2 separate regions of the Gossypium hirsutum genome follow, and region 1 is linked to region 2. The links are chromatin contacts, called in public Hi-C maps. All regions are on one chromosome and are shown on one strand. The core of a region is the stretch at or near the end of the contact, and the rest is flanking DNA. Distances in the headings are between cores, read along the strand shown.

Region 1 (4,464 bases), core at 1,707-4,206, 86 kb after region 2:
ACCGTAGCCTCCTCCACGCGCGCTGTTGCCTGCAAGGAAAATAAAGAGCAAGAGGACAACAAGAAGAAGAATGGAAAACGACAAAAGATAAAAATTTAGGGGTTCTTTCAAATTGGTTATAAAAACCGAGCATTAGGGCTGTAATTGCTTTTTCTTTTTTACGAATCTGGAGAAATAAAAACAAAAAAAGTTTTAAGTGGTTTCCTTTTTTATTTCAATCTTTCTATTTTTTTATCTTTATTTTTATTTTTTTTATTTTGATAAACGGAAATAATAAGAAAAAGGGGGGCTCACAGGAACCTTTGTGACCGCATCGTCGACAAAGGAGGGAGCTACGCCACAATCGAGACCGAATCCGTAAGGAGGCCGGGGTTCTCCTCTGTTTTGGCCACTTAGAGGGCTTGACCCTCGATGGCGCTGCCAGGCGAGGGCTGAAAAGCCCATATTTTTATGCGCCAGACACCGGCCACGGAGGCGGTGCGGCCGTTTGTCAACGGCGACTATGGCTGGATCGCTAGTCGGGGGGAGTTGAGAGAGATGGGGATTTGAAAGTTTTAAAAAAAAATTGAAGAATGAGATTTTCAGAAAAATTTTGGATTAAATACAGTACACCAAACGGCACCATTTTGGGGGTTGGGTTCAGAGGTCAAAATGACGTCGTTTTGGACCTTTGACCCTCGACCCAACCCGCTTGCTCCAGGGGATCCGCGTGTTGCGCCTGGAGGAGTTATTTGCATGTTCAGCCCCTCCGCTTTTATAGTGCAGTGCAATCTGACCCTTTTGTTTCTTTCATTTTGGCCAATAAATTTTATGCCGATTTCAGTTTAATCCTTGTTGACGCGCTGTGTTTCCGGACTGGGGAATATTTCCCTGGAAGTCCCTTACTCCTTCAGCACATTTCATTTCAGTTCTGAGTCACACCTTCTATTTATTTACAGTTTAAACCCTCAAATTTCATTCCGATTTCAATTTAATCCTTAGCCTATTTAACTTCATTTTATTTTTATTTTTTTTATTTTAAAATGAGGAGTTTTATTTAATATTTTGTTTATTTATTTATTTACTTATTTTCAATCTTTAATCTAACTTATATTAGTTTGTATTCCATTTATTTTTATGGTCTGTTTATTTTGTTCTATTTATTGGTCATTATTATTGCTGTTTTATTTTGTCATTTATTCATTTGCTATTTTATTTCAAATGCTTTCAGGTTCAGATTTGTCATTATTATAGTTATCGTTGATGTTATTATTTATATTATTATATGGTCATTCGCACTGTTATTCTTATTCATGTATGTTAACATTAAGATTTATTAGTACCAATGCTATGTGTATATTTTATGATGCATATTATGTTATGGATTTTAAATGTATGTTGTATATTTATTATAGGTCGTGTACGGCATCCTTTCTGTTTTAAACAATTTCTTTTCAAATATAATCAAAATTGCACGCATTTGGTTTTTAAATATTCCATTAATTCGTACTCAAAATTCAAAATGGTAAAATTTCGAAAATAAAGGCAATATTCCGTATTTAGAAAATTCGAGATAAGAAGGCATTTTTCATTTTGATTTATTCGAGTAATTTTAAAATAACATAATATAAAGAGGAATCGTATTTTTAAATTCTTTTCGAATTTTTTATTTTCGACACCAAGACATTAAGTAATCAACTAGGTACCAATTTTGGGCGTATCGAGTGTGCTAATCCTTCCTCGTGCGTAACCGACTCCCGAACCCATTTTTTTGAATTCCGTAGACCGAAATTATTGTTTTAATAAATCAAATAATTTATTAAAATAATAACTTTTCGAGGTGATCCGATCACACCTCATCAAAAAAGATTGGTGGTGACTCTCAGTTTCGTTTTCATTTTCAAAATCTAAATCGACCCCGTTTTCACAAAAAAAAATGGTGTCAACAGATATAAAACCAGGTTGTATAAAAAGTTAAATCTACATAAATACACAAACATTAATTTCAAAGAATTGAGAAAATATTCTAATACCTTTTGTCCCTTTCAAATATATTCTAATTAATTCATTTCATATATAAATTACCCTTTCTTTTACTTTTTTTTTCCTTTATCATTTTTTTATTAAAATATTTTAAACAATCATTTTTTTATCATTTTTTTTCTTTTTTTCATACTATATATTTAGCACTTAATTATATTAATGTTACGAGTTAATTGGATAAAGATGAAAATATATTTACTTTACAAAGTAAATTTTATTATTTTCGGAATACTTTTATCATTTTATATATTTTATATAAAAATATATATATATGTACAATAATAGTTAAACCCAAAACTTTATAATTTCCAATAGGTTAAAATATGTCTATAGTCTTTGTATTTTTCGAAAATTAGAAATTTAGTCCCTATACTTGTATTTTCAGGAATTTAGTTCATCTACTTTTTAAATTTCAAATTTCAAGTTTAATTGTTAATATTGTTTTTTTTGTTAAATTCAAGTTAATTACATTTTTTTAATTACATGCCTATCAAGTGAGTAGTTTTTTTATTATTATTACAAAATGTCACAGAAACCATAACAGTTGGACCTATATTTTAAAATTTAAAGATAAAGCGACTAAATTTCTAATTTTTAAAAAGTACAAGGACAACAAGCACATTTTGACCTTTTCAATATTTATACTTTACCATCTTCACAAAGCTCATTTATTATCTATATCATTTTTTTATAAATATAATTATTGTAGAACAAAATTTTATTTTTCACCCGAATAAGTGCCGGTAAAAGAATCATAAAGGCCCTTATATTAGTATTTAAATTGTATTTTATCTTTTATTATTCAAAAAATGAATAAATTAAACTACGTACGTTAAATAAAAATTTTATCAATTTCTATGATGCCTAATAAAATAATCAGATAATTACACATAATATGCAGAATTTACCTTATTCTAAGCTAAGGAAATAAAATGTTTAGGATATTTTTTTTAAGAGAATGAACAATATTTTAATAATTTTAGATGATTTTAAAAATGAAATCGATATAAGTATGATTAGAATTTGTTTTTTTTGGTTGTTAAAAACTGAAATCCATATAGTTCCCTGTTTTTTTCATTTATTTACTTCCCCCTGTTACGTGCTAACATTAGATTTCAGATCCGACGCCTGCTCTGCTCTGCTGTCTTGTCCGACATCAAATTCCATACCGGAGCTCAACTCTCTCGCTCTCCGCCGACGCCTGAGAACAAGATCTCGTCTCTAGAAAGGTACGTTCTTTGATCAAATCCGATCCCATCAATTTTATCTCTGCTTACATCCTCGCATTTTGCGAAAACCATGAGCTCCAATTATGGGAAAGGTTCATCTGGTTCGCTAAAATCCTTCGATTTCGATCTCGGCCTCGGATCGGGCCGACCCAAATCCCTCAACGACCAAAAGAACAAAACCTCTTCTTCCTTTTCATCTTATTCATCAGCAACATCTGCACCATCGAAGCCCGCATGGCAACCCAACAAACCGTCGTGGACCCATCAACCCGCCCCGAATCAGGCCAGCCAAGCCGCGATATCGGGTCCCACTTCCATGGTGGGAGACATCTTTGGGAAGAGCTGGTCCTCTTCGGGAGGTAATAGCTCTGGGATTGGAATTGTTAACAAGAACCCTAATTTGTTTGGAGATTTGGTTAGCTCTGCTTTGGGACAGGGAAAGAATAATAGTAATTCTAATGTTCCTTTGAAAAATGCAAATCCAACTCCTAATTCTTCGAGTAAAAACCCATATTCAATGGGGAATTTGGCTGATTCATTGCCAAAAAGTAGTGGAAATTGGGGAACTTCTAGTGGATATAATAATAATAGCAATGGTATTGGTGGTAGTAGTAATATTAATGTCAATATTAACAATAGTAAGAATCAGAATCTTGGGGGAGCTTCCATGAAAAGTATGGCTGGAGGAGCAGCAGGTGGAGGTAAAAGTGGGATTGGTTCTAAGGATCCTTTTGGTTCTTTGGTTGATTTTTCATCAAAACCATCAGGGACCCTTAATTCAGGAAGTAATAAAGGAAATAAGGCAAATGTTGCACATGATGCATTTGGGGATTTTCAGAATGCTTCAAAACCGAGCACAACTGCATTTCCTTCTAGCGGTTTCAGTGCATTTGGGGATTTTCAGAATGCTTCAAAACCAAGCACAATGGCGTTTCCTTCTAGCGGTTTTGGTTCAACTTCGAATACGAATGATTCTGGTATGCCTGCAAAGAATGTTGGATCTCAAAGTCAACCATCTGTTCAAAGCTCGGGCGGTGATCCTCTCGATATGTTCTTCTCGTCATCTTCAGCTTCTGGAGGTTCTGCTCAAGCATCTGGTGGAGGTGGAGGGCAGCAATTTTCTGAAGTTGATGATTGGGGATTGGATTCTGAGTTTGGAGGAGCAGGAGGAGGAAATGATGGTGGCTCGACAACAGAGCTTGAAGGGCTTCCT
Region 2 (4,312 bases), core at 1,354-3,853:
TCTAGACCTTGAATAACCACTTGCATCCAATAACCTTACGACCTGAAGGTAAAGGAACAAGATCCCATGTAGCATTACGAATCAAGCCATCATACTCAGCTTGAGCTGCAGCCTGCCACTCAGAGCTAGCAAATGCCTTCTCAATCGTAGACGGTTCCACAACTTCAACAGCCAGGACTTTTGGTTTAAAAATACCAGCCTTTGACCGAGTAGTCATTGGATAAACATTCACATCAGGCACAGAAATATCTGGTCCTGTAGGTACAGACGGAACTGTAATAACAGGCATAGGAAACTGATCATCTGAAGATAGTATAATAGAAGAAGAACTAGTATTTGGCGAGTGAGGACTAAGATGTGGTGAATCAATACCAACTCTATTTTGAGGAATCGAAGACCCACTCAAAAAACTTGGGCATGTAGGGCCAGATAACAAGTCCTAAGGACCAGAAGAAACAGTCTTAATGACAAGAACACATGTGGGTATAGGAACCAGCTCCCGATTAGACTTTAGTAGGGACGTCGGAGAAAGAAACTGCGATTCATCAAACTTCACATGACGAGAGACTATAATTTTAACATCAGGAAAAAGGCACTAATATCCCTTGTGATGAGAACTGTATCCCAAGAAAGTACAAGGCTGGGATCAAAAATCTAACTTGTGACACTGAAACAGACGCAGATACGGATAACAACACCAAAAAACACGCAAATGATCATAACTAGGGTCACGCCCGTAAAGAACTTTATACGGAGTTTGGCTATCTAGCACTGGCGTAGGAAGACGATTGATTAAATGAGCTGCACAGGTAAACGCAAATGCCCAGAATTCTATTGAGATCCCGCTTGAGCCAGAAGTGTAATCCCCATATCCACAATGTGTCGATGTTTACGTTCAATTACGCCATTTTGTTCAGAAGTATGTGGACACGTGAGGCGATGAATAATACATTGAGAAGCTAGAACCGAAGCAAACGTTCGATACTCGCCACCCCAGTCACTCTGAAATTGTTTTATAGGTTTACCAAATTGAGTCTGAACAATTTTCTGAAATTGACCAAAACAACTCACAGCCTGAGATTTCTGTTGAATCAAGTACACCCAAGTAAACTGAGTACACATATCGATAAACGACACATGATACCAATTGCTACCAGAAGCAACAGACGTAGGTCTCTAGAGATCCGAAACAACCAAAGAAAAAGGATCAGTATACTCAGTAGTTGAAACAGAAAACGACAACTTATGAAACTTCCCTTTTTAAAAGCAGTACAAACACCATCACTAGAAACTTTATTCAAATTGATATGACATTTATTTAGAACAGTCTGGACAATAGAAGATGACGGATGCCCAAGACGCTTAAGCCACAACAAAAAAATCTCACTATTATTAGTCTGATCTTGAAGCCTAACTTGAGCAGTAGACGGATGAAAGGTAAAAGGAACAGATGCATCTGATAGAGAGAAATGATATAGCCCATTATGAATATGCCCCATCAGCAATATCTCTTGCGTTATGCAATCCTTAATAATACAATAAGTGGGGTGAAACTCAAAAAATACACCATTATCACTTGCAAATTGTGATACTGACAATAAATTTTTTCGAATAGCTAGAACACACAAAACATTAGATAACAGAAGTAACCTAGAACGCGCAGATAACACACCCTGACCAATTGACAAAATCATAACAGACGTGCCATCACCCACTAAAAGAGAGGACGTACCTGAATATGGAACCGCATCACGCAAAGCAGAAGAATCCCGAAACACATGATTACTGGCACCAGAATCAGGGTACCAAGATGTAGTGCCAACTGGCCCAGGAAAGGTGAGTCTGTGCCATCACCACTAAGCCCACGTTGTACAGAGTTTATATGTGAGCTGGAAATAGAAGGATCAGAATAATCAGAAGCATGAATATCTCCCAGTCTAGGAAGCCCAATACACGGATCCAATGTACGAGCTCGCAGTTTAGTATGCCACGGAACCGCTACACCACCCAACGGTTGACCCTGTGGCCTAAAAGCAGTAAAGGAATCAACCTGCACATTGTTAGAAACAGGGTCATTGTCATTGAGGGAGCAGATTGCCTATTACCATGTGGAGGCCCAAAACCATCATTTAAACCACCATGTGTAGGCCCAAAACCACCATTGAAACCATTATTAACCCTAGAAACATTCGGCCCATGATTGTGACCAAAAGAAGATGGCCCATAAGCTTGAGGCCTAGTCTCATGCGGCACCAAAGGACCAGAAAAAGCATGTGGCCCACACCAATTTGACAGCCCATCATTCGGCCGCCCATTTCAACCATCATTCGACCGCCCATTCCAAGCCCACTGCTGACCATAATCTAAAGTTAAACCATCAGCATCGCAATTTTGACTTCAATTTTTTACTAGCCCCATGCGGAATCTGACCATGAGTAGAAACCCTAGGACGAGTGTTTTATTGTGGAAGCCAACCATGAGGGCCAGAATCATCTGGATTCGACATCGGAAACCTTGCTGGAGAAGCGTCATCGCAATGGTACCGGTAGTAGCAGCGTTGGGTGACGTGACCAAACCTAGAACAGATCTGGCACTAGAGGCGAGTCTGAAAACTCCTACCGCGACCGCTAGAGATAAAACGACCACCACACGTAGAACCATCCATGGCCGTCGTCGAAGAATCTTCCACCAGATTCCCGGCATAAACTACCTCCTGAATCGCTTGTACTTGCCGACTCTCGCACTCGACTAGAGCGTCCACCAGACATTGAAACGGCAGAGGAGTCAGAGATAGCGAGACAGAGGACACCACAGTTTCAAATTCAGCGGAGAGATCCGCAAGCAACACCGTCGTTTGCTCCGTCGCCAGGATGGGGGATCCAGACGCGTCCAAGAAAGCACAGATCCCTTTCAACTTTGCAACGTAATCACGGATCAACAAACTCCCTTTCTTGAGAAAATGCAGTTCATGACGCAAACGCGATTGTTTCAGATCCGTATTGGCCGTAAACATTGCCAACGTTGTCATTCACACATCAGAGGCCGATTTGACATCCAAAAATGAAGATAAAATTGACAAATTTATGGTGGAGAGAAGCCACGACGTGAGTAGATTATCCTGCTGTTGAAATGCTGACACCGCCGGATTAAGAACAAGTGCACCATCCAGCGCTTGTATAAACCTCGACGGAGCAGAGATAGAACTGTCAAGAAAACCAAATAAGTCATAACCATTGACAATAAACTGAACATGTTGCTTCCATTGAAGGAATGTTCCTTCATCGAGTTTTACAACCTCATGCCGAGGAAAAGAATGAACCACACGATCAGCAGCAAAGACAGAGCCATGCGGTTCAGCAGAGTCTGAGGCAGCAGAATTTGTAGTAGCCATGAAAGGGGATCACCGAGCGACTGATACCATGAAGAAATATAGGTAAAATGAAGAATTATAGGTAAACTCCTTGAATCTTGAAATGAACTGAGACTAGCTTGTGTTTACGATTTTAAATCTAGTGTTGAAAATCTGTCTAATACAATGTCCACACAGTTTATATATAGTCATTAGAGTAACTGCTTCCCTTAACAGCTAGCTAGCAACTTAGATCTCCTAACCACCTTTTAACTGACTCATATTATCTTTAACCCAGTAGAAACCCGTAAAACGAATGGGGTTGTTATTCTCCAAGTGAATCAGAGAATCAATATCTTTGCTAGAACAATTTTTTATTTCAACCTTAGTACTCTCTTTCAACATCATAACGAGGCCACCACTTTTCCCAATAGTGTTAACAGACTAACACCCTTCCATCCTGCACTTACTGCGAATAGATGAAAATTTATTAGCATGAATTTTTGTTTCACATAAGAAAATTATCTCAGGGTCGTTTGCAACAAAAAGTTGCTTTAATTCCCGAATTGTCGCAGAGTTTCTGATCCCACGACAATTCCAGCAAAGGATCTTCATTGCTCTTGGCGGGGCTGATCGCCAGCCGCTGCCTTGCATGGTGAAAGATTATCCAGCAGAACCCTTTATCTCTTTCTTTTGCTTTTTAGCCATTCCAGTCCATCACTCATAGATTTATTATTTCTTTTTTCCATTGGAGAATTAGATATTGATTCCTCTTCACATCCTTTCTTTTTTTTTTTTTCTTTCTGTAGGAGTTGCCCACTATCATCCCTTGTGTCTGTTTTGCTCTCCTCTTTTGTCTTCATTCGATAGAATTTTTGTTGCCACAATTTCAACTCCTTTTCGCCAAATGCCAGTCTTGATTCGGAACCACTATATTTATATATTAAGATTTTAAAATTTTAG

The links. Hi-C and Micro-C count contacts between places; a contact is called where the count stands out from the background.
Region 1: a Hi-C map of petal shows a contact between it and region 2, with 2.3 times the contacts expected there. The contact joins the promoter of LOC107896653 here to the enhancer-like site in region 2. A contact is called at or near these places in 2 of 34 Hi-C or Micro-C datasets (hypocotyl and petal).

What each region holds. Positions count from the first base shown.
Region 1 is chrD10:51,113,567-51,118,030 of Gossypium_hirsutum_v2.1, forward strand. It overlaps LOC107896653, which reads left to right and starts at 2,957. Exons shown (of 2, transcript XM_016821873.2): 1 at 2,957-4,464. The coding sequence starts at 3,322.
Region 2 is chrD10:51,027,603-51,031,914 of Gossypium_hirsutum_v2.1, forward strand. No RefSeq gene overlaps it. Among protein-coding and RNA genes, the nearest start is that of LOC121222220, 21 kb to the left of the region's middle. Within about 2 kb of position 2,604, at least 7 of the 9 cell types and tissues checked have an H3K27ac peak or open chromatin away from gene starts, as enhancers often do. A contact at or near this core is called in hypocotyl, where this site is marked.